Linked DNA regions of Rattus norvegicus: region 2 is linked to region 1. A link is a contact called in public Hi-C data. All regions are on one chromosome and are shown on one strand. The core of a region is the stretch at or near the end of the contact, and the rest is flanking DNA. Distances in the headings are between cores, read along the strand shown. Region 1 overlaps LOC120099128 (a long non-coding RNA gene). Region 2 has its middle 97 kb from the start of Dll1.

The links. Hi-C and Micro-C count contacts between places; a contact is called where the count stands out from the background.
Region 2: a Hi-C map of liver shows a contact between it and region 1, with 3 times the contacts expected there. The contact joins two enhancer-like sites. A contact is called at or near these places in 3 of 12 Hi-C or Micro-C datasets (kidney and liver).

The regions. Positions count from the first base shown.
Region 1 is chr1:64,677,703-64,683,987 of GRCr8, reverse strand. LOC120099128 (a long non-coding RNA gene) reads left to right here. Exons shown (of 4, transcript XR_005498081.2): 4 at 149-5,400. Among named protein-coding and RNA genes, the nearest start is that of Ermard, 24 kb to the right of the region's middle. Within about 2 kb of position 4,592, at least 15 of the 93 cell types and tissues checked have an H3K27ac peak or open chromatin away from gene starts, as enhancers often do. A contact at or near this core is called in liver, where this site is marked.
Region 2 is chr1:64,893,010-64,900,251 of GRCr8, reverse strand. No RefSeq gene overlaps it. Among named protein-coding and RNA genes, the nearest start is that of Dll1, 97 kb to the left of the region's middle. Within about 2 kb of position 4,106, at least 18 of the 93 cell types and tissues checked have an H3K27ac peak or open chromatin away from gene starts, as enhancers often do. A contact at or near this core is called in liver, where this site is marked.

The sequences.
Region 1 (6,285 bases), core at 3,343-5,842:
GAAGTTGATTCAGAATAGTCACCCATTTGGTAATCTTCAACTTGACAGTCTTCCCCTCCCCAGCCTATTACTCCTGAGGAGGTGAAAACCTAGATGATTCAAGTGATACAAGCCTTTCAGTGATACAAGCCTTTTCTGTGCCTTGAAGGTAGACTTCATAAATCACAGTGCGGTTCCACAGAAGCAAATGAGCTGAAGACACGACACGGTGCCATGTCAGGACAGGGATGACTTATGGTGGCGTCACCTTGGCCCGATCCTCCTGTGCTCTGTGGTTTCCATGGAGACCAGCATCAGGGGTCTGCTTCACAGGAGCATATCTGTACATCAGATCTGTTTTCTGTTTGCTATTTAAGAAAGTGTGTGCTTCATTAAGATGTGCCACCAATGTTTATCTGATCCACTGCTGCTGATTTATTTACTATTCTCAATTTCACTGGGTCGTACCTGCCTTTTGTGCTTAAGGAGGAACTTAACTTGAGCATAATGCAAATTGCCTCTCACTGTTAAAGTGACCATCCATTCTCTTTTCAAACTCAGGGAAGAATGTAAGCTCTACAATCATTAATAATTAATTTATAATAAATTATGCCCAAAATGTCAAACAAAATAAGGATGAACTCACAGGGTTATGGTGCCTTGGGAAATGAGATATTCTTACTGGGTTTTGAATGATGCATAATAATGAGAATAAATATGTCAAGATCACATTCAAGAATTATTTCAATTATTTCAAAAACTGGCTATAGGCAATTCTACCTTTTAATGGGTCCAAATAAAAATTAGTATTAGACTCATAAATTCATAAAAAGCAGTGAAAAATATGTGGGAAATTATTAAATTAAAAAATAAATAGGATGTGTATGATAGCATTATGAGATAGCATATGAGAGGGATTACATCACTGACTGACGTAGCTGGGTACGACATGGACGTATAGGAATGAACAGCTGTGAAGATGTAGAGAAATAACCACACAGCCATAAAGGAACAACAGCTGCAGTACTAAGTCTAATAGGAAAGTTTTCATGAATTGAAACTCAGACACCCTAAAATGTTCACATGTGAGTATTAGAGTCAGCGCAAGAACAACGGCAGCTTTGGACAAGTGGACTGGGCATTGTAGGATGCCATTGTCCCTGGCATATTTTATGGATTACACTGGAAAAAACTAGCTGAGGTCCCTTATGATCTTGATGTTTTTACATACGCTTTTACTAAGTTGGTTCCAAACTTCAGGAAAAGACAGAAAAAATCTGAAACAAAGAGTCCAGAGATGGGAGGTTGAAGTTCTGTCAATTTTTAAGTTACAATGGTTTAATAATTAAATCTTCATTGTATTAGATAAAAATAAGATATAAAATAAGCCAAAAAGTAAGAGGAAAGCATAAAACTACAGATGGGCACCAAAAGATGTGGGAAATTATTAGATTAAGTTACAACTCAAATTATCATTGAAAAAACTACTATGTGGAATATGGCATTTGGCAACTGTGTAGCTGCTGATAAAAATATGAATGATGAACTTGCTAATTAGGTGAGCCAGCATACACCAGTGACCGTCCATGCAGGAAGCTTAGGAGGGAGAGCGGAGGTCAATTTTCAGAAAGGAAAACAGCTACAACCATGTTTACTACCCTACAATACCTATAGCATGTTTCAAAAGGAATCTAAATGCATGAAATATTTCAACATTAAAACCAAACACCCCACACACACACTACACACACTACATACACACACTACACACACACTTACACTACACACACACACTACATACACACACTATACACACACACTATACACACACATACACTACACACACTACACACACACTACACACTACACGCACACATACTACACACACGCACACACTACACACACATATACAGTACATACACACTACACACATATACAGTACATACACACTACACACACACTACACACTACACGCACACATACTACACACACACTACACACTACACACACACTACACACACACTACACACACACACTACACATTACACTCACACATACTACATACTACACACTACACTCACATATACTATATACACACTACACACGCATACTACACACACACACTATACACACACTACACACTACACTACACACACACTACACACACACACACACACACACACAAAACGGCAATAGAAATCATGATCAGGGAAATTGTTCTTTATAAATTCAGAACTAAGTGAAGAATTTTCTAACTAAAATCCAAGCATAGAGAAAGGATTTTTAATTTCAGCTACACAAAAATGTTGACTTACTCATGAAAATCAACCATTAGCAAATTAAGAAATCAAAACAGGCAGTGAGGAGAAATAAAACATTTTCATTGCTATTACAACCCACACCCTTAATATATAGAACTCCTAGAAGCCAGTAAAGAAAGAAGAATATCAAGAACGCAATAGGCAAATGGCTAAAGCCTCGGGTGGACCTTCCAATAAAGGGAAATAGACGCTGTGCCTCATCGATAACAGCAAACCCTTCAAGCTAACTGAATTGCAAGACTTCCTTATATTATAACACTCAGTAAATGAAGCTAGGACAGAGGAATCTCAGACACTGGGAGGCTAATTTTATGCATGTCTGACCCTGGGCATCATGACATGCATGCAAGACTTAACTTGACTTATTGTGACAAAATATATGGGATATGTTGGTATTAATAAGCAAACATAATAAGCATAATACGTTGGTTCATTAATAAGCAAACAGTGTAATGTTAAAGGTCTACAAGGCATCAGGGCACGGTGGTGTACACCTTTAATCATGGTGGAGGCAGAGGGAGCTCTGTGAGCTCAAGCTAACCTGGTCTACAGCGAGTTCCAGGCCAGCCAAAGCTACATAGTGAGACTCAAAACGAAGCAAAAGTAAACACGAAATATGCATCTACTAAAAACAATGGAGATCCTCTTTGTGTGGTAGGCTCTTCAATATACTCTTGTTCATCAGAGCATTGTGGTGTAGTACAGTTTATATAATATGCTACCATTTGTGTAAGACTTAGGATGAATACCTAAATAAACTGATTGTTATATAAAGGTCCTGGAAATCAGTCAGAAAGAATTTCTTACTCTGAGGGTTGTGGAAAGTGTGAATGGAAAGCAAACTGTACATTATATGTTCTGGTGTTCTTGGTTCCTGATCCCTGTGAATTACATCCCATTCAACAATATCGACCTAATATTCAAATTTTGGAGTATAAAATTCTTTTAAACTTTGTACACTTTCTGTGAAACTTGCAGCCTCATTAACAAATATTACTTTCCCAGTAGCCAAACTCAGCTCCCTTTGACTTTATGGACCACTCATTGTGGTGCTATGAACAATAACCTCAATTTTATATAGTATTTGCAGGAGTGACCTTCGAACACCATGGAGTGATTTCCCCCACCAAACGACTTTCCACTTCCTCCTTTACTCTCTCTACTTTGCAACTCATGATGATGAAAGCCACTTCCTAAGTAATTGCTAGGATCCCTGATTTGAGCGGCTTCCTGCAGCGGCTCCTCAACTGGCTTCCTTACTAACAGTCCCCAGGACACCAGGAAGTCAGGAGCTTCCGGATGCCGCCTGTGCTTAGCACACCCAGGCATCATTCCACGGTTTGCAGGGTGTCGGGCATGTGGAAATACTGTGGCTGAGATCAGCCTGCTTACTCTGGAAGGCAGCCTAGTCAGGGCAGGTGGAATCTGCAGCTTTTTGCAGGATGGCAAAGCAGATATCTTTGCCCTGCTGTCAGTCTCTGATGCATCCTCCCCCTGGAAGAGCTGTTTCAACTCAGACATTTGCAACCTGCCCAGAGCTTTCCTGGAACCAGCAAGGAGCCAGACAGGAAAAGATGAGTGCGGAGGAATCAAACCCATTGGAGTATGGAAAGTTGCAATAACGTCTGGTGGAAGATTGGGTTTCTGTGCTGACCTGGCGATCTAATAATGTCCCTTGGTGTGACCGGTGTCCTTATGTTGACACAGCCCGTGTGTAGGTTAAACCCTGTTGGACCACAGCCTGATATCCTTACCTGCGCGTCCTTCTCTTCTCTGGTGACTGTGAGGATTAATTCTGATAACATGTCTGGGTCAGTGACATGCAGTGGAGGTGTGGGGTGACATGAGTGGTGGCTCACAGTCCGGTGACAGTTGCCTGGGTCCCTCCTGTGGCCTCTGTGATCTAGTTTATCACCCTAAAGCTTCACTCCGAGGCCAGATTTCACACACACACACTCCTTTAGGCCGGAAGCGCTCTGGCTTTGGAAACCTAGCAGCCTTTCAGGGCCCCATTTAGTAGCCCTGCACTTTGCCTGATCCCTATCAGCTCTTGCCTTGTCCCTTGGCCACCCATCCGGGCTGGGGCCCCATGGTCTCACTGTGGTCTCCTGAGCCTGAAAGTTGCTGGAACCAAGCATTGATCCCCCCAACCCCCACCCCTCTTGCTTACACTGGCATCTTGAGCACAGACATCAACCTCTCAACTGGACTTTCTGAGTTTGGCTGAACTGTGACCTTGTGTGAGCTGGATTGTGACTCATCTGAGGTCAGTTTGCTCAGCCAGCAGCTGACTGTGGTGACTTGAGTCAAGTGGATATGGAAATGGTTCCTTCCTCTATATCCTTAAGGGACCAGAGCATATTATCCCGTGTGTTCCAAAACGGAGGAGCGGAAGCAGTGGAGAACGAGATAAAAGCACAGACGCCGTAACTGCAGACTCAGCAGTCTGGCCTGCACAGTTCCGGCACTGAAGCACAGCCCTGGGCCTGTGGGTAGCCATGAACACTGTACTTCCTGGCAGCCCGTAAAGGGATCCCTTGCCAAAAATAAAAATTAAAAAAAAAATCATGAAGTTGGGTGACTGGGGTAGACTGGCTGTTTCAGGGTGGCACACAGAATGTCGCAGGCGTGCTAAGAATGGATTCCTGAGCGGTTCTGAAACCCCAGGTCCTGAGTTTCAGAGCTCCTTCACTTGGAAAAACACAAGGAGATCCGGGCACAGGACTTGAAAGCACTGGGGGCTTCGGGCACAGGACTTAAAGGGGGTGCAGAAGAGCTGGGTGGAGGGAGGGCTGTGAGGTGATGCACCGGATATTTAGCACCATCTGGACATGACCAGCACTTAAGGGAAGCAATATTCCCACCATTTGTCAGCCTGTGAGTATCACACCTCGTGGAGGACCCCTAAGGTGTGGCTTCACACCTCCTGTTCCCACCACTGACTGACACAGCTCCCAGCAGCTGAAGATCAATATATAAACACAGTGCAATGTTCCCAGTGATTTAGCAGACCCCTCAGCCATTAACTTAGGTCCGAACCTCATCCTGGACCCAACTAAAGAAGAAAATCACCATTAACTTTTCTATCATTTACAGGTAATACAGGAACAAGCACACACACAAACAACAACAGAGCCAGAAGCGTAGACTGCCCAGGTCCAGATGGACAGTCAGGATTCTGACTCCAGCAAGACTGACAACTAACACAGAGGCTCCTGAGGATGGGTCAGCATAGGACCGTGGAAAATAGCATGTCTTAAGTGGGAAGTGAGGGCCACAGCCTGTGGAAGGGATTTATCTCTAAATTCAGCACTATGAGAACTTTACATGCTGACATATGAGCAAGGCCTAAGCTACTCTCATAGGCTTGTTAATTAAGGCCAAAACAGAGAGACTGGAGGCCCCTGTGCCCACTGTCCCTGCATCACCTGCAGACCCTACCCTCTGCTCTGACAGGTTTCCTGGACCTCATACTCTTAAGGACTGGCCTTAGTGTTATAGCCTTCCCCTCAGCCTGTAGACTGTAGCCCGTTCTTGCTCATTCTGTATTTTTCTGGGCTATTTCCATCTCCCTGCCAAGCTGCTGGGAAGGTTTTGAGATTGCATTTTAAGATTTTGAGATTATAAAGTTCATTTCTGGGATTCAGGGGAACTGTCAGTGAACCATCCAGAGAGCCACTTAAGCAGCTAAGCCAGAGCCCAGCAGATCTCCACAAAGACAAGGCTGCTGGCTGAGGACTAGCACTCCCCTGCCTCCTTCGCAGGGGAGTGAGTTCCAAGTTTTCTGGACTAAGTTTCTGACCGTCCTCCTAAATGGAGTCAATAACACTGTCTTGGGAGTACTCAAAGTCCTGAGCAATTAATGATAGCAAAAGCTTTGAAAATATGTAAGCTTTCTGGAAAGGTGGCATTTGATATTTATAATGGCAAGTGTATGCTTACAAAGCTCCATCAACTACAGCCATTGGCTGGCGCAGGACTTAGC
Region 2 (7,242 bases), core at 2,857-5,356, 220 kb before region 1:
AAAACACTTGGATGGCAACCGGGCGCCCGTGCTGTTGTAACAATGAGTTACCATAACACTGTTTGTTATTGCTTCCTGCCTACAGATAGAAAACCATGTTCTCCAGTGTACAAGGCTCTCTGACCTATGCCATGTCTAACTCTTCCTGGTGCTCTTGGCCTGGGCAGCAGAGAATGCTGTGATATACTCCCAAGTGATTTGGATGAAGCAACCTTGTATACAGTAGTCTGGAGTCACTGAACTCAAAATGTTTCTCTTTTTGATGATGGCCTAGTGCAGGGGACAGGCAGTATTTGTGAACATATCCTCATCCACTTAACTATGAGACCTTGTCCAAGACCAGTGAGATGAGGCCAGGCCTGCATGCACAGCTGTGTCTCACATGGTGGCATGTGTTCCTGACTGACTAGGCATGATTTTGGGGTAAGGCATTCTGTGGAAGAGGATGGTTGTGGGTCCCTAGACTGGAGCTCTTCATGGGTCTACCTGGCATCAGAATTGTTAAACTTGGAACTTCTCAAGTGACCCTGCTGGGAACAGAGGTGATCTATCCCCCAATCAGCCTAGATATTGGTAGCTAGGAAGATCTTACTTCATAGAGAATCCAGGGACAGGTCAATTTCCTGCTGGTTGCTTCTACTTTTCTCTGGTCCTTCCTGAGTGGCCAGTTCCCAGCCTCACCTTCATAGCCCCTGAGAGGCCAGTCCAATCTGAGTACAGACGAACCAATGGCATCAGTCCCATGTTTCCTGATCTTGGCTTTTTCACCTACTTTTCACACCCTCAATTTCCTTGTCTTCCCAAGATGTCTGATGTCAGACCCCCATGGTATCAGTGGGAGTAATACGAAAGCAGAAGCTAGCTCTGGCCAATGCTAGGATGTAGTATCCCTGGGTAGGGCCACTTACAGCCAAGGTAAAGCTTATCAGTCTTTCCTCTACTTAACTTCTGCAATCTATGGTTACCACTGGAGGAAGGATATTATTGTGTATTGTAGCTCAATTTGCTCCGGGTACCTGATGTACTCTACCACACAATTTCCCACTCTGTACTTTACTCCTTGTGGATGCTCTTGCTTATATGTAATGCATTTCAACTGTTCTCTCAGACAATGGGCAAGTGCAGTGGCCGTCCATCCTGTGAGGCTGCTGAGTATTATGTTGCACCATGGCTGGGGTCCCAGGTAATTTGGAGACACTAATTATAACTCCACAAAATGTGAGCATTAAGGAGGATTTGGCCTCATCTTTGTCAAGAACGAACAGCTGTGCAGGTGGTCTGATTGCCCTCAGCTCCTGCCCTCTAGCTCCCTCGGTGTCTCATTTTCTAATTTTTTAAAAAGTGAAATCTCTGTTTTCTTCCGTTAAGACTGACTTTGTATTTGGCCCTCTCCATCTTCTTTATGGAGAGGAAATTTTACAAAGGTTCAAAGCCAGGTTGGGATTAGGGTCTTGGCTCAGAGGAAGAGAAATCGGATAGGTCCACACACTGTAGAAAAAAAATGGGTTTAGCTTGCTTTTCCCATCTCCAATACTGCAGGACATTGGCCTACACACACACACACACACACACACACACACACACACACACGCACACGCACACACACGTGTGCACATGTACACACATGCACACGTACACACATGCACACATACACACACACGCACGCACACACACGTGCACACATACACACATGCACACGTACACACATGCACACATACACACACATACACACGCACGCACACACACACACACACACACACACATGCACACACAGACACACAAGCACGCATAAGCACACCTAGAGGTAGACAACTGGATTTTCAGACCCTGCTGACTTTTGACATAATGCTCAGGGCAAATGTCTGCATGAGACACTTAGGGTCCCTAGGTGCAGTCAAGTTTAAAGGATGGCTATGTCCATTGGAGGTATACAGATTCCGAGGGTCATGTTGAACTGATAAGAAGCTGTTTTGAGGGCCCCGCCCAGCTGAGATGAAGGTGTTCTATGTCCAGTGTTATCATAGCTGTGTCTAGTTGATATGGAGGTGTTCTCAGGGTCCTGGCCCCCCTAAGACAAGGGTACTATTGAGACAAGAGTATTTTGTAGTTTGTGTCCTCTGGAGGTGAGGGTCTCTGTGTTGTGTCCATATCCAGTGGAGCCACCCTGCTTGTGGGGCAGCTGCTCTGTGTAAACTAAGTCCTGGTTCTCCGTCATGGTCAGAGCCCCACAGTGCCCATCTCAGGACGAGGCAACCCCAGGAGGATTGTCCTTTCACAGAGCCTCTTTCTGTCTGCATTCCTACTGTCCTTGGGTGCTTCCTCTCTTTGAGAAGTTCCTTTCTGACTTATCCATACCTGGAAGCCACACTTCTGCTCAGACTCACCCGAATGTCATGACTTTTGAGCCACGTAGCTGATGGAGACTGCAGCTTATTCTAGAACTTCAGTCCAGATCATCATTCTTTGGGCTCACAGCCATTTTCTTGGTCTAGAACATGTTCTCAAGCCCAGGCCTTGGGAGTAGGCCTTATTGGGAGAGTCATCATGCATGCCCTTGGAGCTCGCCTGGCTCTGCTTCCCCAAAGCCTAACCCTCTTCCTTTCTGAGGCTGATCTATGACGTGCTTAACATCAAAGGTAGAGGTTTTCAGTGTTTCTATTTTTCTGCCACAGCGGATGATTTCACTGACCATGAGGCCTGAAGAGATGGACCCATGGTTAGGAGTCTTGCAAGGGAAGAGTTTGGTTCCCAGCACTCATGCTGGGCAGATCACAACCACCTATAACTCCAGACCCTGAGATGCTGACATCCTTTTCAGTCCTGCACAGGCCCCTCCACTAACGTTCTGAGAGCACCTTCTACCTGAGCAGAGAACAGTGCACTCTGTCTTTGTTTGGGGGGGGGGTTAGGGCAGGGTATTGTGCCCTATTCAACCTCTTGAGCCATATGGGAGGACGAGGGCAGGGAGGGTGGCTTCCAGTCACACCAGTCTAAGCTCTGATGGGTGGCCAGTGAGGGACCTCAGCACTTGATAGTGCTCAGTCCTCTGGAGACACATCTGCAAGGGTCATGCAGATGTGGGAGCAGAGGCAGAGGCTCTGGAAGCTGCAGGAAGTCAAGGATTTCTAAGGGAAGCAAAGCATCCCAGAGAAGGCCCAGGGTCCACAGACGAGGCTCCCGTGACCAGGTTTGGATGACTGTTCAGATGCATCATGGGATAAGAAAGCAAAGCCTACTGTAGAGCATGAGGTGTTTGGGCCGCACTGGAGGCCCAGGCAGAGGGTGAGTGAGACTCAGAGGTTATCCTGGGGATTCAAGGACCAAGTCTGAGATGGATTCACTTTTCTGGGGTTTGGGGCACACATGGTCCCAAGCAAAATGTCAGACTGTTGCTTCATAAACTGTAGGTCTGGTGGGAAGATGACATATGGTTGGGAGGCAGCCCAGAGGTGGTTGGAAGGTTTTAGGAGAGATATATAGGTATCTGGGCACCTATGGCTGTGTCCCCCACCCCTGTCATCTTTGAACTCCGAGACCCCTTCTTTATGGAACAACATAGCCTCCAGTCAAGGTTTGCACTGGGAAAACTTGCAAGCATTTTTAACCAGTGCTTTTAGAAGGGTAGCCCAGTGCCAGAGGCTCTGGTTTGGGCTTAGATTCTCTTTCTGACCCATTTCTGGGGCAACATCCACCTCATCAGTACCAGAATGCTAGGGTACACCTTCATGGGACATCTCAGGTATTAAGGCTGCCCTATAAACTCCTTGGAGCTACCACTTTAGTTTATTACAACGAGTGTGTTTGTCCTAGAGGCCCAGGGACATTGATACCATGTCAGAGCGGCTTGTATTCTCTCGGAGGGCCTGTCACTAACACCTGACACCATGACCTGGCATGTTACATGATGAAAATGTGGAAACGCTGGCCTGGGAACAAGCAAGGGTATGTGAATGCAGAATGCAGGGGTATATGCCTCTTAGTCTTTGAATGGCATAAGAATTGAGCCCCCATAGTGTTTCTAGCAGCCAGGGTGAGGGAGGAGAGTGGGGAGGTGAAGGGACATGGTTCAGCTAAGCTGGTGGAGTTTCTGACTGCCTGTAGCTCCTGGGCCTGTTGCCAGTTCTACTCACAGACCCAGCTGGCTTTAAGCCAGGCCAGCCGATCCAGGCTAAGGCTGGAGCTCCCAGCTCCCACATGCCTTGCACAGCTGGCTAGTCACTGGCTCACCATAAATAGAAAATAGTGTTCAGGCCCTCCTGCCAGGGTAAGGCAGGCAAAGTTCTGGCCAGGAGAGCTGTGGCACACAGCCACCCCTGGCCTTCCAGCTCCTTCCTCACTGCAGGAGGATTCCCAAGGTGTCCTTTCACAGGCAGGAACAAATAGCAGTGCAGGAAGCACTCTGCCAAGGAGTCAGAATTTAGCTTAATGTCTAGAACCAATCGGACCTTGGGTATTTCTATAGCCTGGTGTGTGGGGAGGAGGAACAGGTGAACGAGGTTGCCGTGTCTGTGTCCTGTTCCTGCTCTGGGTGCTGAGGACCAATGCCTGTCTTTTCTTCTGTATTGTATTGTTTTGTTCCTCAAATATGGTAGCCCACTCTTGCTGGGAACATGGGATCATACCTCATGAGCAAGAGCCTCTGTGGTGGCTATTCCTCTGCCTCAGCTCCGCAGGTGGTTTCATCTTTCTGATCAAGTTCATTTTAGTTTCTCTTGTTCCCTGGAAAGAGCACTGTGCGTGCTGCCAGTCGTGCACGGCCATGTGACTTCATCTTAACTTCTCTGGTCTCAGTCTCTGTCACCAAATGAAACAGCCCAGACATTTGTCACCTTGCTCAGCCAGGGTTTGGGCAGGTGGGAAGTGGGTTCCTTAGATTCTGACATAGGCACATTTTTGTTGTAACTCATCCAGTGTCTTCACATTTGTGCCTCCACGTGGAGACCCTGGTGAAGCCTGTCCTGTACTCACTGGGCATAAGACTTACCTTGGTGGCCACCTTCCCTGATACCAAAGACTGGAGGCACTATTTGTGGGGAAGTAGAGTCTCGAGTTGTAAATAAAAGGCAACCTAGGTTCGGGCATCAAAGATGAGAAGTAGAGCTGAGGTGGGAAAAGTTGGACCCCCATAGCTGTCGAGATGTGGGAGGCAGAGCATTTGGCAGCCCTGGCTGTGAGAGCTGCCCCATGGCAAGAGGCAAGGCCATAGAAGGGCCATTTTGGAGGACAGATGAGTTGGAACTCCTGGTGATGGAACTCCACCATGCATTTATTCCCTGAAGGAGCCTCTCTGAGTTACACACCACTCTCACAGTCCCTACCACATTGAATGCTGTCTGCCTGTTAAGTTTGGTCCAAGACCAGAACTCCATCCATATTCAGTTTCTTCCCTCTCCAGAAATAGATACCTGTGTATGTTTCTGATGAGTGTGTTAGCTCACAGTGTTAAGTATTTGCTTCCTACATATATGTATACAGTGTATGCTCAGGCAAACCTGCACTGTGACTTGTACATAAAACCTCTCTTGCCCTATCTACCTTAGTGGGAGCTAGATCTTAGTGGGGTATGCAGCCAGGAAAAATGGCACTCCTTGTATTCATTCAAATGAAATACCTCTTTCAGAGTTCATTGGAAAAATGTACAGTGTACAACTTTCAGTGACTTTGTTTATGGAACAGAAAAACAGCAACAAAAAAAAAGCCTGTGAATTCAGACTTGTGAAGTATAATTGCCCAGGTATTATATTTCCAATAACACAGGATCATTTCAAACTAACTCATACCCTTCTCCAAAGTTTTATCCTACAGGCAAGAGTAATTCTGGAATGTTGCATGTGGTCTTAGGTTGCTACTGCTCTGATAAAACACAGCAGCTTGGAGAGAAGAGAGGCTGTAGTCTCTTATCCAGAGCTGTCAAAGCGGGAGCAAAGGCAAGAACTTAAGCAGGAGCCATGGAGGAATGATGCGTACTGGTTTGTCCTCATGGTTTATTCAGCCTGCTTTCTTATACATTCTATGGCTACTTGTCCAGGGGTAGCACCACCCACTGTAAACGTATATCTAGAAAGCAGAGACGTACCCTATGAGCTAACACATCCACCTTCTCACATCTATCGTTAATGAAAAATGTACACTACAAGTCAATCTGGTGGGGGCATTTTCTCAATTGAGTTTCCCCTCTTCCAAAATGACTCTAGTCAGTGTCAAGTTGCCAGCCTACATGGCCTTCTAGAATTTTTAATATGTATACAAAATACAAACAACATTAATTGTGGATTACAAGTAAACTGTTTACTGTAAACAGCCTCACTTATGCAATGTATTCTATACCACGGTTATTTTGTGTTTCTCTGCCTGTAGTAATAATGCGTGCTCTTTATAAAAAATACTTAAGTTACTTTGAAAGAAAACAGAATGCCAGTATACCTCCCCCCAAGTCATTATGAATAACAGGTATGAGCTGTGTTAGAGTTTTCCCCAGGCATAAAATACACATTATTTATTTTACAGGAATGATGCTTGCTAAGCATTGTAATCAAATTGCCTTTCCTCTGCGAGCAGCCTTTGAAAATTTTAACACTTATAAAAAAATCCCTAAGGTGACATTATACTTCATCTGTTTTGTTTACTTGTTTCCACTCTTAAAAACAATAGCACACAAATATACGTCTCATATCCTTTGCTCAGTTTGTGCACACTATCAAGTTCTAGAAGCAAAATGGTTAGATTTAAAAAAAAACACTGAGCATTTAATATTTTGAAGGTTATTATTAGATAGATTGCCAAGGAGAGTAAGTCTGCTCAAACTCTTGCTAGAAAGTGATTCTGGTTAGTCTGTTAGCCTCTCAACATGGGAGTGTTAGTGGTCTTTTTAACTGGTGTACAACCTCTCTGATTTACTCCTAGAGTGAAGCCAGCCTGGAACTGAAATCAACTGCCTCCTGCATGAGGTATACAACAACACGGGTGAATCCCAGGCCGTTGCACGATCTCCTCTTCCCAAAATGGGGTACAAAGGTATCCCCTCCCAGGCACCTTCTCACCATCTTCCCAGCCTTGAGGACTGAACCCCTATTCCAGCAGAGATGATTCTGATTTCTGTGTCTCCTGACCATCACATGGTCCCTGGTTAGCAGGAATACACGTCTGGGGATATACTCAGCTCAGAATGGTGTCTTCTGGTTTGCCTGGAAATATCCCATCTTCCCTTTGGCTGGAAACCTGAAGAGAAGCTATTTCTGGTAC